Linked DNA regions of Mus musculus: region 1 is linked to region 2. The links are chromatin contacts, called in public HiChIP or PLAC-seq maps. All regions are on one chromosome and are shown on one strand. Each heading gives the region's core, a stretch centred on a gene start, on an enhancer-like site or on the middle of the called end of the contact. The rest is flanking DNA. Distances are from core to core; before and after follow the strand shown. Region 1 overlaps Sox2ot (SOX2 overlapping transcript (non-protein coding)). Region 2 has its middle 27 kb from the start of Gm38509.

Region 1 (4,346 bases), core at 766-3,265, 100 kb before region 2:
AAGAATTTAGCCTTTAATCTCTTTTTATCCGCAAAGACGAAAGCTCTACGCTCGACCTCGCCAGCGGCTGTCGCGGTCGGGCCGGGAGCAGCTCAGAAGAGAAGCGACTCCGCGGTCTCACGCCAGCGCCCCCTATTGGACGCAGTGGGAGATACACAGCGCCCTCCCGAACCCGCTTCAGCCCTTGCCCTGGGGTTAAAGAAAACTCTTTATTGCCCCCAGAAAAGGAAGTGGGGGTGCGGAAACAAGTTTTTATGCCCCGAAAAGATAACTATACTTCAACAAAAGCCAAAGAGATTACATTCTTTTCCATTTCATTTATTTAAAAAACGGCATTCCTCCTTACACCCCAGTTTCCCCCACCCGCATCCTGGCTTGGTTTGAGGTCTTCTTTTAAAGGCTAAGCGATGGTACTACAGGGAAATAGAAAAAAAAAAATGCTTCTTCCGCTTGTCCGCTTTTCATAAAATAACACTAAAGCGAAGAGAGTGCTTCGCTTAAGCGCCAGCTGCGGTTCAGATACAAGGTTTCCAAATATAAAGTGCTTGGGTGTCTAGTGGATGAAGTAACTCGTTTATATTTGATTATTAATTCCAGAATGTAATTAAAAGTCCTGTCTCTCCTTCAAGTATTTACCTCCCCTCCTCTTCCCTCGCCTCAAACCACTCTTGATCAAACTTTTCCTTCCTGGCAATCGGTTAAATACAGCTATTGTCTACCAAACAGGTGTCTTTTTCTACTTTGATATCAATGTAGAATTTCAGGGAAGATTGGTCTGTGATACATTTTATTGGTTAGGACTCCAAGTTGTCCTGGAAACAGTTTTGATTTGTTTTATTTAATACTTCCAAACCTGTCTGTGTAAGAAAGAGTTGTAACTTCTGTCAGCGAGGGAGGGAAAGTAGCCGCCTTGTGACTGATTCAGAAAGGCCGGCTACAAAAAGAACACAGCCTCTGACTTCCCAACAAAGCGGGAAATGTTGGTTTGTTTAGTTTAAAATTTAAAAAAAATCAACAAATGAACAAAATGGCCATTTCCTACTTCGGGGACATGTTTGCCGTTTTAACTTTTATCAGCAAGGTTAGGGCTTGCCATCAGAAACTAGCTTAACATATCCTAACAGGATAGCATTCTGCACATTTAATGCCATATCCCTGCAAATCTGCTGTTGAGGGTGTGTTTATTCCTGCTCCAGATTAGCGGATCCAAGATGGTTTTTAAAGGAGCTGCTCCGCGCGATGACGTGCCCTCTCATCTGATTCCGGGATCGGATCTCGGACGAGAGGGGATTTTTGAGAAATCTACCCGACAGTCGGTCGAAATGATGGACATTCAGGAGCCGTTGCCTCGGCACCTCCACCCTTTTTCCACGAAGAGGCTAGGCCTGGTTAGGGAAATCCCAACCTGAGACTAGCCTCGCGACCCCCCACGCGCACCGAGGAGCCTGGGGGACGCTTCTTGGGCGTCCTGGGTCCCAGCGCTGCGGTCATCTGTCTCGCGAAGCAGAAGAGTAGAGAAACCAAGAACAGGTCCTGCCTCGGAAGCGGACTGCAAAAGGGTTAGACAACCGCCATTGCGGAGTGTGGAAGAATTGTCGGCGAAGGAGTCTTCTCTCCAGCATACGGACAGAAAACCTAGGCAAAGGTCAGAGGGGACAGGCGTGCAGCCCACTAAGTCCGCAACTAAGCCATGTCGGTGGAGAATGCACAGCCAGGTTGAGCAAAAAGCAGTGAGCCAGGCTTGAGCGCGCCACCCATGCTCGGTTGCATTGTGATTCTGCAGCCGCAGGTGGCTGAGCCCCGGCCCCAATCCCACGCCACAGGACTGCCAGCCGGGAGGAGGCCCCTCCACCTTTGGAGACTAGGAAGGCCGCCAAACAGGGACTGAGATCTCCAAGAAGGCAGAGCCTCCTGGGGCTGGCATCCCGCCGGATCTCCCCAGCCGCGCTGTACCCTTTAGGGGCGTGGCAGGCGCTTTGGGTCTGTAGCCGCGGCATCCAGGCTTGAGCCCTGGCGGGTTGGCTGGGCGCCCTGCTTTGTAAAGTAGTGAGTCTTTCGAGATCCTGTGAGCCAGCCAGCCGGGTGGGCCAACTTAGCTTAGGTCCACTGAGTCCAGGCCAAGTCCTCAACCCTTCCTTCCTTCTTTTCTCCCTCCCTACCTCCCAAGCTTAAAACGCTGAGAAGCAGGGTGTGTGGTTTGGACTTGGGCAGGCTATTTGGAGATGGGGCAGGGACAAGGCTTATTAATAAGATCCAGGTTCGAGGATGAGCTTTCGTTTATTGAGTTTAGTCTTCTTGTTCGGGGTTCTTTCTTTCTTTCTTTTTTTTTTTTTTTTTTTTTTTTTTCTGGAAAACCTTTAGCTCCTAGAATTTAAGTCCCAGACAAAGAGCCAGGGAAAGAACCGGACCAGACTGAAAGGAGCAGAGCTCCAGACAGATCATCATCTCTCAATAAACTGCCAAGCTGTGGCTCCAGAACCAGAGCCCAGCAGCTACGTGGGCTGCTGAAGAGTGCAGATACCACAAGTACAACTTGACACCATTGAGCCCACGGTGCTTGTCAATAAGCTGTGAATTAGGTGTAGAGACTGTCACCATAGATCATAACAGTTTCTGAAGGACTCATTACAGCATAGCGTGTCAGTGATCTCCAAATTAAGGGAGGGGGGGTGAGAGAGGAAGAAGGAGTGGGGGCCGCCAACAAAAATCCAAGAAGGGTGGGAGGAGAGATAAAAGTCAGAGCCCCAGCTAAGAAGAAGGCTTTAAAGATTATCAGGCCAGCGATCTAAGAATTCTGTAAGGATGGGTTTGGAAGCCCAATTCTGAGCCTGGGCTGGGAGGGATGCTGAGGCCAAGCAGAAGTGGGCCTCAGGGAAAGCTGACGTTCTCAGACATTGCCTTTGAGGTTAGAAGAGCTTTTGGAAGCGACCTCCTGATGTCAGCAGAAGGCCTGAAGGATGCCAGCCCGCCCAGAAATGGGAGCATACCGATTCACAGCTCTTTAGCACGAACCACAGTAGCCTTGGCTTCCTTTAGGTCTGGTGGTGATTGTGGGTGACTTTCACCACGCAGGTTTGCTTTGGCTTCTTGTCATGCTACAGGTGGAAAGCTTTCCTCTGTTCCCTGAAAGCAAAAAGAAAAAAAAAAGAAAAGCAGTCCAGTGCAGTGAAGCAAATCTCCCCCTTCCTTCGGCCTGCTCTTAGGCATCCCTAAGACCCTTGCCTTCCGAGGCTTATCACTTTCTGTTGTCCCGTCGCCACCGGGTAGAGGTTCCGGCAAGGAAGCTTTTGAGTGACACAAAGCAGAAAGTTATGTGAGGTCACGGAGGAAAGACAGAGCTCGAGGCTAAGTGTTCTAGCTCCTTGGACTTTGCTGCAGCAGTCACATGTCACCGGCCTGCATTGCTGTCACTTAATATGGGTCAGAAAAACCTCAAGGAAGGGCTTGGGTTTGTTTTTAGATGGCACAATTAAATAAAGTAATTGCAGCTAGAAAAATTTTAAAGAAACATCTTTTTCTTGAAATTACGGGAAACAATCAGGGCCATCGGACAAAAGAGGACATGTGTATGCCTTTGGTAGGATGAATTGCCTAAAATATTTGGCTGTCAAGTAAGTGTATACATAGACTTCCAAGCGTTGATTTGGAGGTGCAAAAGGACTAATGTCTCTCTGGAGTGTTTGGACTCTCTGGTGATCCCCCACCCCCCCACACACACACCCCTGATTTTTAGAATCAGAAGTGCAATTGAAGACCAACAGTAGCTGCTCTTCCTGCCTCCGGTTTGTCTTTAACAGGGGAATTTCTGTCTTTAAAGCAATTAGATCATCTAAAGGGCAAACTACATTTCCCCTGGACAGCAACAGCAGTGGTAGAAACAGAATCTCAGGGTTGATAATTCATGAAATGGAAATGAAAAATAGTGAAGTGTGAATCCTTTGCCCAGAAAAAAAAAATTAATGATCTGGAATATCTGAAAGATCTAAGAATACATGAACCATTGTAAGTCATGTGATTTTTTTTTACATACAGCCCAGAAGACTCAAAAAGGCAGTTTTAATATATATATGTATATATTTAAAAGCAAGAGGGAAATATGTTAAGTTTCTAACTGCCAAACTCTTTTTTTTTTAATGCATTTACTTCATCAGTGAGAGGTGGAATGAATTGAGCACAATGGTCACTGGGCAGACCACCCTGCATTCCGCAGGTTTCAAGGGTCCTTGCAGCTCTTGAGGGAAATTATTTGGTAAAATTGGGTCTAGGCTTCAACAGCCCCTTGTCCATTTGTTTCATATAATACCACTTCTGAAAATTAAAGGCAAGATCCTGGAGAGACACAAGGA
Region 2 (3,925 bases), core at 1,065-3,564:
TTTATACCTCTCTCTCCAGTGTGTGTGTGTGTGTGTGTGTGTCTGTGTGTGTGTGTGTGTGTGTGTGTGTGTATGTGTGTGTGTGAGTGTGTGTGTGTATGTTTGTGTGCGTGTGTGTATGTGTGTGTGTATATGTGTGTATGTGTGTGTGTGTATGTGTGTCTGTGTGTATGTATGTGTGTGTGTGAGTGTGTGTGTGTATGTGTGTGTGTGTGTGTGTGTGTGTGTGTGTGTGTGTGTGTGTGTGACAGAGAAAGGGGCACTGGGGAAGAATGTCTAGCTAGCCCTGCTGACCTGGAATTTGCTGAGCAGATGTAGCATCTCTATGCTGTGGTTTGTGGAGTCTTCCTGCTTCTGCCTCTTTACATTTATTTGTTTTGCATGTGTACAAGTGTCTTGTCTACGTTTCTATATGTATATCCTGTGGTGCCAGTGAAAGAGAAGGACACAAGATCTCATGGAACTCTCCAGTTGGTGTTTGTAAGTCACCATGTGGTTGCTGGGAACTAAACCTGGGTCCTCTTACAAGGGCAGCAAGCGCTCTTAACTGCTGAGCCATCTCTCCAGCCCCCTGTTCTTTTGAAACAAGGTCTCATGCTATGGCTCATAATGATCTCCAACTCAACGCAATACTCCTGCCTAAGCGTCTTGGGTACTGAGGTTACAGGCATGAGTCAACATACCTCACCAAAGGTTTTTAGGAGTAATAGGGAAAAGTATGTGGTGTTTTGAATGGAATGAGATAGGCTCTTTCCACAGTCATATAACAGTGCCGGAAGGGTTGGGAGGTTTGGCCTTGTTGGAGGAGGTATGTCACTCTCTGGGGGTGGGTTTCAGGTTTCAAAAGCCCACACCATTCTTCTATTCTTAGTGTTCTCTCTCTCTCTCTCTCCCTCTCTCTCTCTCTCTCTGCTTCCATGCTCGTGGATAAGACCTCAGTCACTGCTTCAGCTCCAAGACCTGCTACCATGCTCCCCGCCATGATAGTCATGAACTCACCTTCACAAATGCCAACTGCAAAGCCCCAATAAATTCTTTCTTCTATAAGTTGCCTTGGTCATGGTGCTTTGTCACAGCAGTAGAAAAGGCACAGTATGTATTTATATATCCTCTTGTTCTTATTTTATGCATATAGAATTTTATGTGTATTATATGTATATATGTATGTATGCATATGCACCACATGTGGAAGCCAGTCATGTGGACTGGAGTTACAGAAAGTTGTGACCTGTCAAATGGTTGCTGGGAATTGAACTTGGATCCTCTGTAAGACCAGAATGTACTCTTAACCACTGAGCCATCCCTCCAGTCTTTATTTTTGATAGTGCCTCCTGTGGCTCAGGTTGGCATTGAGTTCACAGGGTAGCCTAGGCTGACCTTGAACATGAAGTGATCCTCCTGCCTCAGCCACCTACATATTTCAGATGTGGTGAATCTTTCTAAAGATATGGCATGTTTCCCAATGACTGTCACTCCGTGTGACAGAGATAACCAAAAAAGCAGTATGTATAAGGTCCTTGAGTTGGAGATACAAATGAGACGCAGGCAGCCAGGTGTGTGGCAGTCTGACTAGCTGGGGTAGGCCTACTGTACAGAGAGAGGGATCTGAGCAGATGAGGGAATTCCTCTCCTCTGGAGCAGTGATGCTCTCCACAAATGAATGTCTGAGGAGAGGGGAAGCAGCTTGGTGGTTCCTACCTGGGATATCTTCTCCCACACGTTGTAGGAAGGGAGTATCTCCCTGTCTTTTATTTCATTTAATCCTTTGGAGAACTGCTAGTCAGGTGTTGTGACCTCCCAAAGACTCACAAGCACAGGAGTTGGCTTTCTCTCAGGATTTTCCTAGGAACTCAAGCTCAACACAATCTCTCTACATTTGGGTGACTAAGATTTGAGCCTGTTACTCTCCTCCTCATCTCCTCTCCAGTCCTTTTAGCACCTCACAAAGTCATCTGTGTCATAGTCCAGATCATTTTAATCTGTTAGAGCTCCTCCTACTTCATAAAGGTCCCATCCCATCATGGAACTCAGAAAAGTCACAAAGTTTTCTGTTGAATCAGTCTTTTTTTAAAACAAACAAACAAAACCACTCCTCTGTGACCATACTTCTGTCCGGCCCAGTGAACTGGGGTGTGAACACAGCTCCTCTTAATTTTTAGTTTCCTCAAGAGCACCTGCCCCTCCCTCAGGAGCACATGGTCCTTTATTCCTGGAAACGTATGGGAACTTCAGAAGGAGATAACTAAGTGTCCTAATGGCTCTGATAAACTGGTCTACCAAGGACTGATTCCCCTTCATGGTCTCAGATTACACAGCCTTTGTCCTAAGGAGGGATGGGCAGGTACACAGAGCTCAGTTTTTCTACCTCCACTGCAGTCAGACTGACTCCACCCACTGCACAAGCCACTCTGCATAAATTCTTTCATTGAGTGTTTAAATGACACCCCCAATTTCAGGAATTCAAGCGATGAGTATTTCCTGATCACCCTCTTATACTGACCCGATGCCCCATTTATCTCATTTATTTACCAGATTAGAGGCTAAAATGAAGGATGCCTTTCCTTTTTTTTTTTTTGTTTTTTGTTTTTTGTTTTTTTTTGTTTTTGTTTTGTTTTGTTTTGTTTTTTTGTTTTTTCGAGACAGGGTTTCTCTGTGTAGCCCTGGCTGTCCTGAAACTCACTCGGTAGACCAGGCTGGCCTCAAACTCAGAAATCCGCCTGCCTCTGCCTCCCGAGTGCTGGGATTAAAGGCGTGTGCCACCATACCCGGCTGCCTCTCCTCTCATTGCCATTCCTCCTTCATCCAAACAAGCCCTTGCTTAGCTTCCATCTCGGCCTCAAGTGTACACACACACACACACACACACACACACACACACACACACATACACACACACACACAAAGAGCAGTGCCCTGGGGATTTCTGATCCCTACGCTGGCTGAGAGGTTGGATTATGGGCATGCAATACCAGGTCCAGCTGTAAATTTTTTGGGGGCATGGGGGTGGGGCTAGAAAGTTGGTTCAACAAAAAAGAGATGGTATGGCATGCTCTTCCAGAGGACCTGGGATTGATCCAGCACCTATGTGATCAGTCATAATCACTTTTAACTCCAGTTCCAGAGGATCCAAGGTTCTCCTGGGGTCTCTTCAGGCACTACATACATGTGGTGCACAGACATACATGCAGTCAAACACATCTCTCTCTCTCTCTCTCTCTCTCTCTCTCTCTCTCTCTCTCTCTCTCATTGTGTGCATGTGTGTATATGTGCACATGTCCATGAAAATGAGCCATGGCTTGTTTGTAGAGGTAAGAGAGAAACTTCTAGAATTGGCTCTTTCATTCTACCACATATTGGACTCAGTTTGTCATGCTTGGCAGCAAGTAGCCTTTACCCACTGACCCGTCTGTCTTGGCAGCCCTGGTCAGCTGCAAATCTCCAGTATAGCACACTCTATACACACAATCCTTGTTTCCACTAAAAAGGATACAGTCTATAGTCTCTCTCTGTCTCTGTCTCTCTCTTCTTGAGACAGGCGGTTACTGTGTAGCTCCAGATGGCCTAGAACTTGCTATGTAGACCAGGTTGGCCTAGAATTCACACATATTCCACCTCTGCCTCCCAAGTGTTGAGATTAAAGGTGTGCTCCATATATCCTAATGTTAACTATTGTAGCACTTTTCAAAAGCTTCTAAAATGGGTACATTATTAACCCTTAAAAACAAAGGAAAGGCTGAGAGTGTAGCTCAGTATTAGAACATCCATGCCCAAAATGTATGACACTAGATTCGGTCTCCCACAGCACGGAAGGTCAGGTCTGATGGTACATGCCTGTAATCTGATCCCACCATGGGCAGGTGGGATCAGGAGAATCAGAAGTTCAAAAAAGGCTAAGAAGTTTGAAAGTTTGAAGTCAGTTTAGGCT

Evidence for each region. HiChIP or PLAC-seq counts read pairs in DNA pulled down with a chosen protein or histone mark.
Region 1: a contact with region 2 is called in an H3K27ac HiChIP or PLAC-seq map of embryonic stem cells, with 17 read pairs. The contact joins two enhancer-like sites. A contact is called at or near these places in 6 of 39 promoter capture datasets (embryonic stem cells, liver and stem cell-derived epiblast-like cells), 1 of 15 datasets of contacts at CTCF or cohesin (embryonic stem cells), 30 of 484 Hi-C or Micro-C datasets (embryonic stem cells, liver, reprogramming fibroblasts and 2 more), 13 of 115 datasets of contacts at active chromatin or transcription factors (embryonic stem cells, epiblast stem cells and stem cell-derived neural progenitor cells) and 1 of 9 other capture datasets (embryonic stem cells).

What each region holds. Positions count from the first base shown.
Region 1 is chr3:34,640,771-34,645,116 of GRCm38.p6, forward strand. The region is part of intron 3 of Sox2ot (SOX2 overlapping transcript (non-protein coding)); the gene reads left to right. Among named protein-coding and RNA genes, the nearest start is that of Mir1897, 4.5 kb to the left of the region's middle. Within about 2 kb of position 2,016, at least 71 of the 459 cell types and tissues checked have an H3K27ac peak or open chromatin away from gene starts, as enhancers often do. A contact at or near this core is called in embryonic stem cells, where this site is marked.
Region 2 is chr3:34,743,052-34,746,976 of GRCm38.p6, forward strand. No RefSeq gene overlaps it. Among named protein-coding and RNA genes, the nearest start is that of Gm38509, 27 kb to the right of the region's middle. Within about 2 kb of position 2,315, at least 6 of the 459 cell types and tissues checked have an H3K27ac peak or open chromatin away from gene starts, as enhancers often do. A contact at or near this core is called in embryonic stem cells, where this site is marked.